3 separate regions of the Mus musculus genome follow, and all the other regions are linked to region 1. The links are chromatin contacts, called in public promoter capture Hi-C maps. All regions are on one chromosome and are shown on one strand. The core of a region is the stretch at or near the end of the contact, and the rest is flanking DNA. Distances in the headings are between cores, read along the strand shown.

What was found. Promoter capture Hi-C pulls out the DNA fragments that hold promoters and counts their contacts.
Region 2: a contact with region 1 is called in a promoter capture Hi-C map of second pharyngeal arch cranial neural crest, with 15 times the contacts expected there. The contact joins the enhancer-like site here to the promoter of Tfap2b in region 1. A contact is called at or near these places in 17 of 39 promoter capture datasets (the 3T3-L1 cell line, 3T3-L1-derived adipocytes, the C10 cell line and 9 more), 1 of 15 datasets of contacts at CTCF or cohesin (stem cell-derived epiblast-like cells), 12 of 484 Hi-C or Micro-C datasets (cerebellum, cerebral cortex, cortical neurons and 8 more), 9 of 115 datasets of contacts at active chromatin or transcription factors (astrocytes, craniofacial prominence, embryonic forebrain and 6 more) and 1 of 9 other capture datasets (embryonic stem cells).
Region 3: a promoter capture Hi-C map of hippocampal neurons shows a contact between it and region 1, with 11 times the contacts expected there. The contact joins the promoter of Pkhd1 here to the promoter of Tfap2b in region 1. A contact is called at or near these places in 5 of 39 promoter capture datasets (hippocampal neurons, liver, pre-B cells and 1 more), 1 of 115 datasets of contacts at active chromatin or transcription factors (astrocytes) and 1 of 9 other capture datasets (embryonic stem cells).

Annotation. Positions count from the first base shown.
Region 1 is chr1:19,206,243-19,210,804 of GRCm38.p6, reverse strand. Tfap2b (transcription factor AP-2 beta) reads right to left here and starts at 1,891. Exons shown (of 7, transcript NM_009334.3): 1 at 1,557-1,891. The coding sequence starts at 1,637.
Region 2 is chr1:20,464,715-20,469,180 of GRCm38.p6, reverse strand. All of the region lies in intron 35 of Pkhd1 (polycystic kidney and hepatic disease 1), which reads left to right. Among named protein-coding and RNA genes, the nearest start is that of Gm24162, 22 kb to the right of the region's middle. Within about 2 kb of position 2,565, at least 3 of the 459 cell types and tissues checked have an H3K27ac peak or open chromatin away from gene starts, as enhancers often do. A contact at or near this core is called in second pharyngeal arch cranial neural crest, where this site is marked.
Region 3 is chr1:20,616,601-20,620,705 of GRCm38.p6, reverse strand. It overlaps Pkhd1 (polycystic kidney and hepatic disease 1), which reads left to right and starts at 2,649. Exons shown (of 67, transcript NM_153179.3): 1 at 2,649-2,795.

The DNA.
Region 1 (4,562 bases), core at 642-3,141:
CTGGAGTTGAACATAATCCCGCCTGTTAGGAATAAAAGGACGCTGAATCCCACCAGGCGGGGAGGCGCGGTTCCTCAGTACACTACCACAAAGAGGAAGGCGAAACCTGAGGTCACCCGAGAAAGAAGAACTCTCTCTCTCTCTCTCTCTCTCTCTCTCTCTCTCTCTCTCTCTCTCTCTCTCTCTCTCCCTCCTCTTTCCTGTCTCTCATTTTCTTCTTGACTTCCTTTTCTTCTACCTTTCTCACTTTCTCATTTACCTCTAAATGAGGTCGTAAGAATGGCAGATCTGGGGGACCCTGGCCACTGGCTCTAGCCGCTCTACCCAGAAAACCTGAGGAGTCGCGGCCACACACCGGACCCAGTTAAGAGCGGTAGGGACAGAGCTAGCGCCTGCCTCCGGACTCTTCTTAGCTGAGCAAGGCTAACACCGCGGTGCTGTCCCAACACCTACAAGGCTCACGGTTCAGATTTCTTTCAGAACCGGTTACTGAGTCTGGGTTGTCCACCTCTGCCCGGTGGCCCAGCCTCGTGCTGCTGTGCTGCTGCGGGTAGCTTTCCAACTTTTCTTCCCCCGCCTCTGCTTCCCTCTTCGCTAAACCCCTTTCGCTTTTTTTTTTTTTTTTTTTTTTTAATCCCGATCCTCAGATATCTTGGAGCTTCGGAGTCTGCCTTCCCTCTCTCGACGTCCCCTTGAGCCTTACTTTCCTTTCCTCTTGAGCTCAGCTCCCCAGCTCCCGGGTTGTGGCGCGGGATCCCTCATCTGTCCCCAGCCGGGCCGCTTCCCCTCGCCCGCCAGCTGGAAGGGCAGCCGGACAGCCTCGCTCGACGCGGACTCCGGAAGCTCTCGGTGGCGTCCGACAAGGCGGAGGGAAAAGCACGGGAGGGATGCGCTTGCCTGGGGACCGGTAGCGGGTAGCACGAAGTGTGGGCAGGCTTCGTTAAAAATGCCCACACGCTGGCGGCTGCCATCTCTGCTTGGAACCACTGACCCGCAAAGAATCAAAATACGACAAAACAAAAATAACAAACCGCGCTCTCTCCCATACGGTACTGGATTTGTTCATACATCCCTCCTTTCCCCTCGCTCTCCCTAGATATCTACCCTCTACCTGCGTACGTTGGTTACCGATTTAAAAAAAAATATTAAAAGTTTAAAAAGCAAAAATTAAAGTCCCAGTCGGCGTGAGGCTTAAAAACCCGATTCTGTCCCGTACTCAAAATGAGGAGAGACTGTTTTTCCCTCACTGTTTGCCTGAATTCCTGGCTCCACGTTACCTACCAGAGTCTACAAGGGGAAGGAGAGAGCCGGAGAGAAAGAAAAACAAAAAGGAAAAGAAAATAGCTCCTAAATTAAACTTCTCACATTCCAACCTTAAAAGTTCCCTTTCTGGAGAGCAAAGTCTCCCAGAGCCAGCCTTAGAAAACTTAAAGAAACCTCAGAAACCCGATCAGAAATCTACGAGTAAATAGCTTAAAATATATCAGCTGGGGTGTCAAAGAAGCTCCAGTTTTCTATCTCCAAAGCTCTAAAATGCATCTGGGGTGTCCGCTCACCTCATAGATGTCTTCGTACTTGACATTCTCCACGAGTTTCCAGAGCATGATCGCAGCCTGGTCTCTAGGAGGTGAGTGCATTCATGTGAGGAGCAGATGTCTGGTTTCTCAGGACTCCGCTGTCTGTAATGATCCATCTATAATTGGAAATGGGGGATACACACCAAATCCGACGCTCCTCTCCCATCGCAACTTATATCTGTTGTCTCAAACAATAGGCTGGAGAAGTAAGCCTCAGCAGACAGAAAAACATTATTGCACACAGGACTTAGATACAACGCGCACGCATACACACACACACACACACACACACACACACACACACACACATGCGCGCGCGCGCGCGCACACACACACACACGCACATGCACACATATATATTATAAAAAATCATAAACATGAATTTACACGCAGATAGTCACATTAGTTACATAAACACCTCTGGGTCACAGAATCCACAGACTAACCGTGCATTTAAAGGGAATATAGTGGTTCAAAACGAGAAATATAAATAGATACATTAAAAATCTGTTTTGAAAATGGCGAATCAATGCAGCCACTAACTAAAGTGTTTTAATAATTGACAATGAGAAACCACGCACATCAGTCCCCAAATTTTCTACATAGTTTTTTTTTTTTTTCTTTTAGGAGAACCATTACTGAGATTTTAAAGACAGTTTTCCTATTCTTGTATATTTAGGGGAGCATTAAAAAAACACCACTAGATTTTTGACTTTGAGTTATATTTCTCTATTGATGCAACCTTATAAAAGTATCATTGTGGAACAAGAATAACACCACTATTTACCACAATGGTTTCTGATATTTTGCTCATTGTGTCTAACACATTTGGAAACTTGAATATCTTGTGGACCCTACAATCTATATTGCTTGTTGCTTTAGGGATTGTTCTATATTTTTAGTGGTTCCTTGGTGTCTTTCTGTTTGCCTGGAGTCTCCATTTTATTAAGTTTTTTCTCTTCCTTTACATGTTGGAAACAACAAAGCACACAATGTTAATCTTGAGACCTTTAACAGGGGTATAGAACATTTTGTATTTGGGTTTATTGCCTGTAATTTGTGATTTTAATCTGATAGACTTGAGACAAGAACACCCAAATCTTTGAGAAGGTTTAAGCTTTGTACTGTTTAAGGAAACAGTGGGAAATGTTTTAAGATGTACAAGAGCAAATATTGTTTGGCCATTTTGCATTGGGGTAGATTTTCTTTTGAATATGTGCTTTTTGAAGTTTAGTTTTTTAAAAAATATTTTCAAAGCATAAATAACAACAAGTACAAAGTTTAACCACTAACCTACCCTCAAGTGGGCACCCTGTAAGGCACAGGATTTTCTTTTTTTTAATTTCATGAGGAATTCTATATTCACTAGCTCCCTCTCCTCCCCATCTTTCCACCCTTTCTGGGTTCTCGGAGGGTTCCCTGGAGTCAGTAGGGAGGCACTGAAGAAGATCTTGGCCCCTGGGGCAGAAAATAAATGACAGGAGGGAATGAGGAGGGTTGGGGTAATTTGGGGTGGAAGTTATTAAACCTGATGAGGGTGAATCTGTAAAGGGAGATTGTCTTTAAACTCCAGTGCATTCTAGAGCTCCGGCAGGGTCGGAGGCTCCGTGAGTAGGAGAAGGCTTCAGATAGACTAGGAGGAAGACAGCGGTTCCTAACAGCCAAGCTGAGGACTCCTACCTCGCAATGAACAGTCCTGTAGATCTATTATTGTTACTGTTATTATTATTAATTTACTGTAAGTCAAATGAAGGAAATGCAGGGTGCTTCAGGCAGAACTTGAGAAACACATCTTTTTCTCTATTCCCTGTTGGATTTCTTTTCTTCCTTTTCTTTTCCTCCTTCTTCTAACCCCTCCTTCCCTTCTCCCTCCCTCCCTCCCTTCTTTCCTTCTTTCTCTTTAGATCTTCTCCTTCTAGTCTTTCCTTCCTTCCCCCTTCCTTCTTCTTTCCTTCCCCTCTTCCCTCTACTAAAAAGAAAATATTCTTAAACTACACAGAACAAGGCTAGTCTTCCAGCGTCAGCAGATATGTCTCCCTTTCGCCACCAGAGATGGTTGGGAGACAGGAAATCGTTCCTCTTAATGTCGTTGTGTGGAAGGACTTAAAGTGGATTCCACACTCTTTCACTAAGTCATCCTCTACTTGATAATTTGAAAGATAGACGTTATAGATTTGGAAATTAAAATTCCCCAGGCACAAACTTATTAACAAGATAATTTACATCCCTCTTTTTTAAATCTTTAACTGCTAGGTTTTAATTGTCTAAAGATAACCTTAACCCAAACCAAACAGCATCTGGAAAAAGCTTTCATTATTCTCTAAGTTCGTGTATTCATGTTTTAAAATCACGTTGGAGCATAGCATTGGTTAATCTGAGATAAACTTTAACATTTACTAAAACCGAATCAAACTGATGATATAATTTTACTCATAAAACTATTTAAATAGGTAATATAGTGTGCCACCATGACTGTTTTGAAGCCTCATTTATGTAGAATTTCAAAATTTCACTTGTGTTTTTAAAAATCTTAATATTATATATACATATATATATAATGTAGAAACGTACTTAGTATTTGTTAAAATTATCTAAGCACTTTACAAAACATTAAAAATAAGTCCGACTTCATTTAAAACAAAACAAACCTAAAATATGTGCATACATACATACATACAAACATACATACATACATACATGGGTAACTATCCGAAGAAATGCATACTGATAATAGAAATCCTTGTTAATTCTTCGATGTGGCATTTTGTGAAAAATCCCAGCTATTTCGCCACAAATCTTTCCCAGGGACCGTTCCCTCCTTCATTGAACAGGCAACACCGCCCTCTGTAGGAATTTTGAAGATTCAAACGACAACTAGCAGCTCAATTTCTTTTTCTTTCTTTTCTTTCTTTCTTTTTTAAACGCATCCCTCCCCTCTCTTGGTTCTTGAAAACCATGTTATGACTAAGAGTATTTTGACCATCT
Region 2 (4,466 bases), core at 1,316-3,815, 1.3 Mb before region 1:
CTAAAAAGAAAAAAAAAAAGATAAAGTAATATGTCTATACTAGTCTCATAGTGACTTTTCTCATGCACTGGCAAAGTATCTGACTGAAGCAAGTTAAGGGAGGAATTTATTTTGGCCGTCCATCATGGTTTGGAAGGCGAGGTAGCAAGAACTGGTGACGTGACATCTGCCATCAAGAATTGGAGGCCGGTGCTCAGTTCAGGTTCCTCCTTTCAGCCAGCCTAGGACCCCCACTATGGAATCACACAACCCACATGTGGGATTGGGCTTCCTATCTTAATTAACTGAATCTAGGACACATCTCAGAAATGCCCAAAGACTTGTCTCTTGGCCAGTTCTAGATCCAGTCAAGTTGGCGATTGCTGTTAACTACCATACCCATGTGTAGGACTAAAGTTTCTTGAAGGTGCCTGCTTGCCACTGAATGGCCTCTGACTATACCAACAGATGCCAGTCCTCCATTTGAGCCAAGATTGTAAAGTTCACAGCTGTATGCTTTTATCAGTCTCTGCTTCCTCCAGGTGATGCCCTGGTTACAAAAACAACTGACAAAATCCTCCCAGAGACCTGCAAGCAAAATCACAATAAAAAAGGACTGAGTGGGTTTGAAGAAGTCCACAAGGTTAGGTGTGAGATCCTGAGACATGGCTCACTGTCCTCATTTCCCACCATCATAACTAGGATTGCAAGACATCATCAGCTTTGTGCCTTTCTACCTTCAAGACCTCATGGAGTAGTGTGGCTATGTTATCAACTATTTCCATTTCTCCAGTGTCTCTTTAATAGTTATAAATATACAGATTTTCATCTATTTATTTATTAAGATTTATTTATTTTTCTGTGCATTGATGTTTTGCCTGCATGTATGTGTGTATGAGGCTAACATATTCTCTGGATCCGGAGTTATAGACAAACAGTTGTGAGCTGCCATGTGGGTGCTGGGAATTGAACCTAGGTCCTCTGGAAGAGCAACCAGTGCTTATAACCACTGGGCCAGCTCCCCAGCCCCTTCTTTTTATTTATTACATTAAGTTTTTAATTCTGTATTTTGTTTTTTTATATCTCAATTATGCTGATTAAAAAAATAATTGTTAACATGACCCATGATACTAGCTGCTTAAAACTTCAAACAAGAAGTTCTGTGAGTTCACGTTGGGTAAAAAATTAAATATCAAAAGCGTACTATGACTTATTAATGAATACTGTCAATTATATTAAAACACTACCTATACCTTTTAGAAATAATATAGAAGTCACATAGCACATCGAAATATAAGAATATATAAAGATCTTATTGGATAATTTAAAAGAGATTCTTGGTTTTTTATGGGATAAATATCTATTAATAACAATATCTTTGGACAGACTTCAACTTCCTGGCTCTCTCCTCTAGGTATTTTTCTAAGTCATTGTCTCTGACTTGCACCAACTCTGGTGCAGGAACTTTGTCCTTATCATTAAGTGTAGCCCATCCTTGGTCTGGTGAACCCAAACTTGAAATGCTATGTTATTTGGAGTTCACAGATTGTGAATTTCCTTTTCTTTGTAACTGAGATTTCCTCTCCATTCCTCAGAGGCATTCCTGATTAGGTTATAATTTCTGCTTTTCTTTTACTTGGTCCAAATTGCCTCTGGCAAAGGAAACACCCACATTCCCCAGTGCAACTCTGGCTTCAGGGAAAGGGTAGCAGTTACTGAATTTCCTACTGATAGAGGCATGCAGAGAAGTTCAAGGCTGAGAGTCTGTGCAAGGCCATGACACATAGGGCACTGCTTATAGGACCATCACACAGGGGAGGATGATGCTCTCAACCTAGAGGACCAACTGACACTGGGCAATTCTGCGCAAGCTAGGTACTCATGGGCAAGCTTCTATTTCAAGCTCATTCCCCTCTTTCTCATTTTATTTGGTCCTGGTCCAAGCCAGAAAGCCTTAAGCCTTCCTTCTTCAGGAGTGAAGTAAGGAACTTCCTCCTAGGCCATCCTCTTGAGAAATCAACTTAATTAATAATGGATTTGCTTTCATTGAGAGGACTTGAATTTTAGCCCAGAAGAATCTACAGCATCTTCACAACTCCATTGATCTATCTAGTCCTTACACTCTCTCTGGGAAAGGATCATTTTAATGGCATTACTAATAAAGTGTAAGTATTTTTGTGCCTTCCTATTGAGTAATGGCTCCTCTAAGGTCCCTATAGGCTTGCTCCTTTCTTTTTAACCCCGTGCTTTCCTTTTGTGGTCATATGGCAAGGTTGGCAAATTTGCCCTTTCAATCCAGGCTGCTATAATGTGATAAACTTCATTAACATTTCCAAGGTAGACTTGAAGAGAATTAGAGCAGAGACAGAAAGGGTTAAAGGTCCCCCCACCCCCCCACCCCCACCCCCCCAAACACACACACTGCTTGTGGACTTAACAGTTCAGGGATAGCAGCTAAAGTGGACGCTATAAACACTTTCCCTTGAAAGCAGTGTCTTTTCAATAAACACACTGTTAGGCGCTAGCAAAAATATTTCCAATTGCCTTCATGGGTGGCATGGTGCTGGAAATGGTTGGCTCACGTTCAGTTAAATTTCAAATGTCAAAGCTTGTTAATAGTGAGTTTAACCAAAGACAGCTCATAAGGAGCTATGCAAACTTAACTTCCTCAAATAAAAAAAGAGAAGAAAGATGACCATTTAACATTGCCGTTCCTCCCCCTGCTTTCTTTACCTCTGCTTCAAGTTGGTTTTGGGTTTTATTGACAGTAGGTTTCAAGTTTATATTCAACAGTTCCCTTAATTTGCCTGGTCTCTTTATTCTCTCCTTCTCCCTCCCCCGGGACACAGGCCTATTACAAAGGTGTTGGGATGTCTCTTTGAGTTTTAGAGGAGTGTTTTGTGTATTTGAAGCAGGCCTGGAGGAGTCTGTGGAAGTGTTAAAGCAGAAGGTTCAGCTTTTGAGAGAGAAACATTCTGTGATACGATGTTCCTCTCAGATGCTGCCTCTAGCCTGGGCTGAATACAAATGTACAGGGAGACTCTGTTTATATAGTAATGAAGTTTCAAGCTAAAATATCAATACAGCAGGTACCTCCACTATTTGTAATGTATCCAGTTCCTATCACTGTAGTAACTGAAATAAATATAAACAACAACAACAACAACAACAACAACAACAGATTCAGTTTTGTTCTGCCTAGTTTAAATTTACTTGAACAGTTACCACTATGGCCACTATGGTTGATTAACTACTGTGCTGAATTCTATGACAAGCTAAGAAAAAAGAATGATTTAATAATTATAAACTCTGTGTCAGGCTGGCCTCCCTTGTACTTCTGACTTCTCATCAGAAGTGGCTCTAAATTTGCAAAGCCTTCCTATGCACAGAAGAGGTAATGAGCATTTGGTGAGGAGCCTGGACAAAGCCTTCAGTGTGGTTTCTTGAGGGGCTGTCTTGGAGTCTTTCTAAAAGTGCCCTTTGGAATCACACTGGGGTAAGTTTTGAGTCTAAAAAGAGGGGAGGGCAGAGTAGAATGGGAACAGTTTCAGGGTGAATGTGTGGTTCAGGTATATCACAGGTCTCTTCTGGGAATTTACCACAACTTTCTCTTGGGAGCACATAGAGGTCCCAATAGAGGTGTGAATTCTGGCTTTCTCAGCCATTTTGATTCAAATAAGGTAATCTTGCTCTATTCTCAATGGCTTGTATAGACTTAAGAAGCTGCCTGATCTAGATGCATCTATTTATCTATCTGTCTGTCCATCCATCATCTACCTACCTATCTACCTATCTATCTATCTATCTATCTATCTATCTATCTATCTATCTATCTCTGAAACTCTTTTGTTTTGAACACATCTGTACCTCAAAACCTAAAGGAATCGAGCTATTGAACCATATTTAATTATTGTCTATGGATTTCTATGGTGTTTGATTTACCCATAAAGGTTTTGATACTATAAGATAATGTTGAGTGGGTTGTAAATGTTTAGGGATGTTTGTGTGGTTTCTTTTAAAAGCTTTATATGTCACTGAGATACTCCTGCACATGAGAGTACAGTCTGAGAGTTTTTTTTTTTTAATACTAGCTTTCAGTTGTTTTTCTTCTCTCCTTCTGCCAGCACCCTGGTTTTACTCTTCAAGGAGAGGAAACAAGCCTCCCTTACTACCGTTATGTGCTTTCTGATAGCCTTTTTCTTGACAATGAGCTTCTTGAGAGCAGGCCCTTATATTTATCCTCTTGTCCTCCGGGTCTCCATGGGAACTGACTCAGTAAATGTTTATTAGTTAGACTTAGTAAAACCTCACTAGTTGATACCCTAACAACATTGTACTTGAAATATTTAACTTAAGGGAAAAACGATTTTGTGGACTCTTACACATTAATTACCTGCATGCAAATAGGAGCTGCAAATTATAAATCATGCCATCAAGTTACTGAGGTAGATCCAGAAGTGTGCTGGTGGAAGATACAGGTCAGCAAC
Region 3 (4,105 bases), core at 1,400-3,899, 1.4 Mb before region 1:
TGGAACAAGATGAGTCTAAAAATATCACATATCCCATATTCATTTTTTCAAGTCCCTTAACGTTTATTTTTAAATTTTGAGATTTCAGAGTATTAGTCATCTTGATTAATGTGAGACGTTCTTTTGCTTCAAAACTGGAACTCTTATGCACTCTGAAAACTCCAAAACCCATGCAAATTGCCTGATGTCATGGTTTTCTTCTTTCTTTCTTTTCTTTTTTTATTGTATTGAATATTTTCTTTATTTACATTTCTCCGATAGTCTGTGTGTCCCATAAAAATCTTTCAAGCCCTATAAATTTACAATATGATTTTATTCTAGTCTCTTCTAGTGAATGACTATGAAAAACCAGTATGTTCCCAATACCTATACATGATATAATATTACATAGTGCAGGTAAAGAAAACAAGTTATTCCCAAGCACACCCACATAGATTCAAGAAAGGTTTAATTATTTTATTATTTATCTTTAAAAGTAATCCCATAAGAATCTTAAATGAATCACAAATCTAAACTTTTATATAAAAAATTTGTCATATCTACTTTAAATCCCCAGAATGCACATCGTCACATCAGAAATTCTTATTAAACCACATCAGGAAGCTGAGCATAAAAATGGGTATAAGAAATCAACCATCAGCAGTCCAGCCTCAGTGAGACACGTTCCCCAGTGCTGCCATTGTTCTTGTTCCCTGACCATAAATGTTCCTTGCTTAACTAATAAGAGTGTGCCTTTCTGAACTTCAAATTGTTCCCTAAGATTTTCTATATCAGAGTCTGTAGCAGAAACATCATAACCTAACTTCACTAACAAGTTTATTTTTCCAAATGCTTTCTAAGGGTGGTGGTCATTGTTGATGATCTATATCTCTCAGTTCTTCTCTAGGGTGGTGATTGAATCATTAATCTGCTCCAGCAGCAATGACTGAAAGAGATCAAGCACTATTACTGTGAATGCCAGAGATGCTGCCCAGTTAGGGGCTGGAAGCCCCCTTAGAGTTTTCATACAATTCTCAGATTAACAGGGGTGTGAGGGCAGCAAGCAGAGCAGAACTCCATAGCAGTGTGAAGTCCTCAGGACACGTGGTCCTTGGGGTCATGCTTCAACCGTGGCTCACCCGTGTGCCTGTGCTAGCCAGTGGGCTGCATTCCATGAGTTCCAAAGCCAGTTGTCATTCCCTCTGTATGGCCCTTGGCAGGAAAGAAAGTCTGTTAATGAAAGTCTCACATTAATGTTTTACCCTTAGGTTAGGCCCTGGGTGGAGTCAAGCTGCCTCAAAATCTGAGCCCATGATTCTGATGTATGATGTATGATTCTGGGTATGATGATGGGAAATCACACCCAGAGGGATTTGCTTTCCTTTCCTTTGTATCTTCATGAAGAGAAGAGGGCTGAAGAAAAGCAAGCAAGACAAGAGAGGAATCCCAGAGAGGAAAAGGGGGGCTTTTTCTCCAGGGAGGTTCTGGCAGTGCAATGTGAGGTGAAGCATCTCAAGAGTTGACCCTGGAAGACAAAAGCTTGCTCTAATCGCCTAATGAAGTTCTTCAGTGGAAAGTCATGCTGCTGTCCTGTCCACCTGGTGATCTGCCCTCTTTCTTTCAGAAATATGGATATAAGTTGTAGACAATATAATAATTTTTTTTCAAAGTAAGGAAAGGGGAAAAGCCCAAACCAAAAGAGGCCCCAGGCATTCTCAGTTTCAATACTTTGCTTTCATTGCCTAGGTCTATTTCAAATATATCCCTAATATAATCCACGTTATGGATGAGTCTACTCTATAGAAAGCACAGTGCAATCTATTTGGGTTTATAGAAGAATAAACATAGTATTTTTCCCCTACGTGATGTACACAGAGTTCTGGGAATAGCTTATATACGTCAGACACTATTGAGCAGCTCAACCCTGCTGAATCATTTAGCAAGGTACACTCGAGTTTTGATGACTGTGAACTGTATATTGCCAATACGGGAACTTAGTTATCTCTCAGAGTATATATAACCTTAGAGTCCTAATAGGAAATAGAAGGCATATTTGAGATAAAAAATTATTAAAGGGATTAGTTCTAGAAGGGCAGCCAAGATTTAGAAAAGGCATAAAGGGGTGGTATTAAAAACTTGCAAGCTAGCAATAGTATAAGCTGTTAGTAGCCTTGGCCTGAAGATGCACACAAAGGAAATATATCTGAACCTGCAGAAAAAGCAAGCACAAGACAGCAACAGTATTCCATGAAGGAAATGATCTACTCTAGTGACCTTTGAACCCCAGGCTGTGCCATATTTTTGAAACCAATAAGACATCAAGTGTAGTGGACCACCACTGAAAGCCCATAGCATAGGGTGCAGGATCAGGCAGAGAGCACTCATGGAGCATGTAAGTTCCTGCTGGGGTCTCTGCTCACTGGCTGTCTTTCTGGCACCTCCTTTCAGTTACTGAGTGCCCACTGGTCACACTGGCTAGACTATTTTTTTCTTTTCTTTTCTTTTTTTTTTTTTAATTCTTGTCTGAGACACATGCAGTAAGTGGAGAAAAATGTAAGCAGCCCTTTCTTTGGGTCTCTAAGTGGCTCGCGTTAATTATTAAACTTGCCCTGTGGTCATTTGTGAACTTTCACTCTGGTGCACGTTTAGCCAGGACACAAGCGAGTTAGGTGAGTTCCAGTCCAACAGGAAGTGAGCTACCTGCATCTTAGCTAGCTAGCTAGCTAGCTGCAGGCTGGCCTGTCACCGAATAACGCGGCTTCGTTTAGAAGGGGACGGTTTCTCTCATTTGAGGCACAAGGCTGACACAGCATCAGGTACTGTTTGATTCAGAAAAAGACTTCCTTTTCTAGCGCTGCATCTCCCACTGTCATTGCAGTAAGCAAAAGGAAGTGGGAGTGGGAGGTCCACAGTAAGAGCACGGAAACTTGTCTTTTAGGCTCCCAGAGGAGGGGATGCTGAGAGAAGAGGGATGCGGGAGGGGCAGAAGAAAGAGAACGCAGACAGGAAGAGGACTAAACTCAATGCACAGTGCACGTCTCTGTGGCTGAAACATTCCCCTTAAAAGAAACTGGACACTGTGTTGATCACCAGGAAGGATGAGCAGACTTGAATGAATCCCCACCCAGCAAAGTGACATTTATGGTTCATATGACTGTTTTGTTTTGGAGGAAAAAAAATAGGTATTTCTGAACTTCAAGTTTATTGGAGCTCATTGTGGGGTGCTTATTTCTGTTGTTCTAAGTGGGGTGTTATTATGCTTGCTCTAAGCATGGGGCCGGACATTAAGATGAATTATTATAAAATAGTATGCCCAGATTGGCCTGCACACCTGGCAGAACATGCAAGCTGGGTCCCGTGCCTTTGGGCTAGGTATGGAATCCTCGCTCCTGTTGTGCTTTTGTAGGACATGCACTTTTGAACGCTGGATGTTTGTAAATTGAATTCAATTACAAATAGACTGAAGGGTGTAGGAAATTTTACAAGGTAAAAGGACACCTGGTAACATCAACACTCCTTTCAAACCTCAAAAGACTCCACGCCTCCTCTTTGCTGGGGACTAAGGACAGACTTTTATTTCCCCTGGCTTCCAGTACAATGTTCAGCATCTATTGGGTATGTAATAAACTTTCCCAGTCCTGAACTAAATAGAAGTTATTATCTCTTTTGGGCCATCTTAAACAGGACACACCTGTATGATAAATTCACTACAATTGGGCAGGCAGACATTGCTAGACATTCTTGTCGTGAAACTACTGGGGCGTTCTGAAACGGTTGTAACTGCTACCACATTGAGTGTTTTTGTAGAAATTTACATTAACGTATATGTAATGATATGGACTTATTCATTACGGTTTTCAAACTTTCAGAGACCCTCAGAGCTAGAGTTTTAGGAATATTTGTCTATTCACTTCTGCCTGGTGTTAGAGAGGAACTCTCAGCCTTCATAGGGCCAGGCTATGTGAATTCTGTTTCCTTCAGCATGGAGAAAAAGCCATTTATTCTAGATCTGTAAAATCAGATGTGTGGTATTTAAAAATGTATCAAAGAATTAAGTCTTTGAATACTATATCAGGCCCTTATATTATGACCTGTATGGAAATGGATAACTGGTCTCTGGACTGTT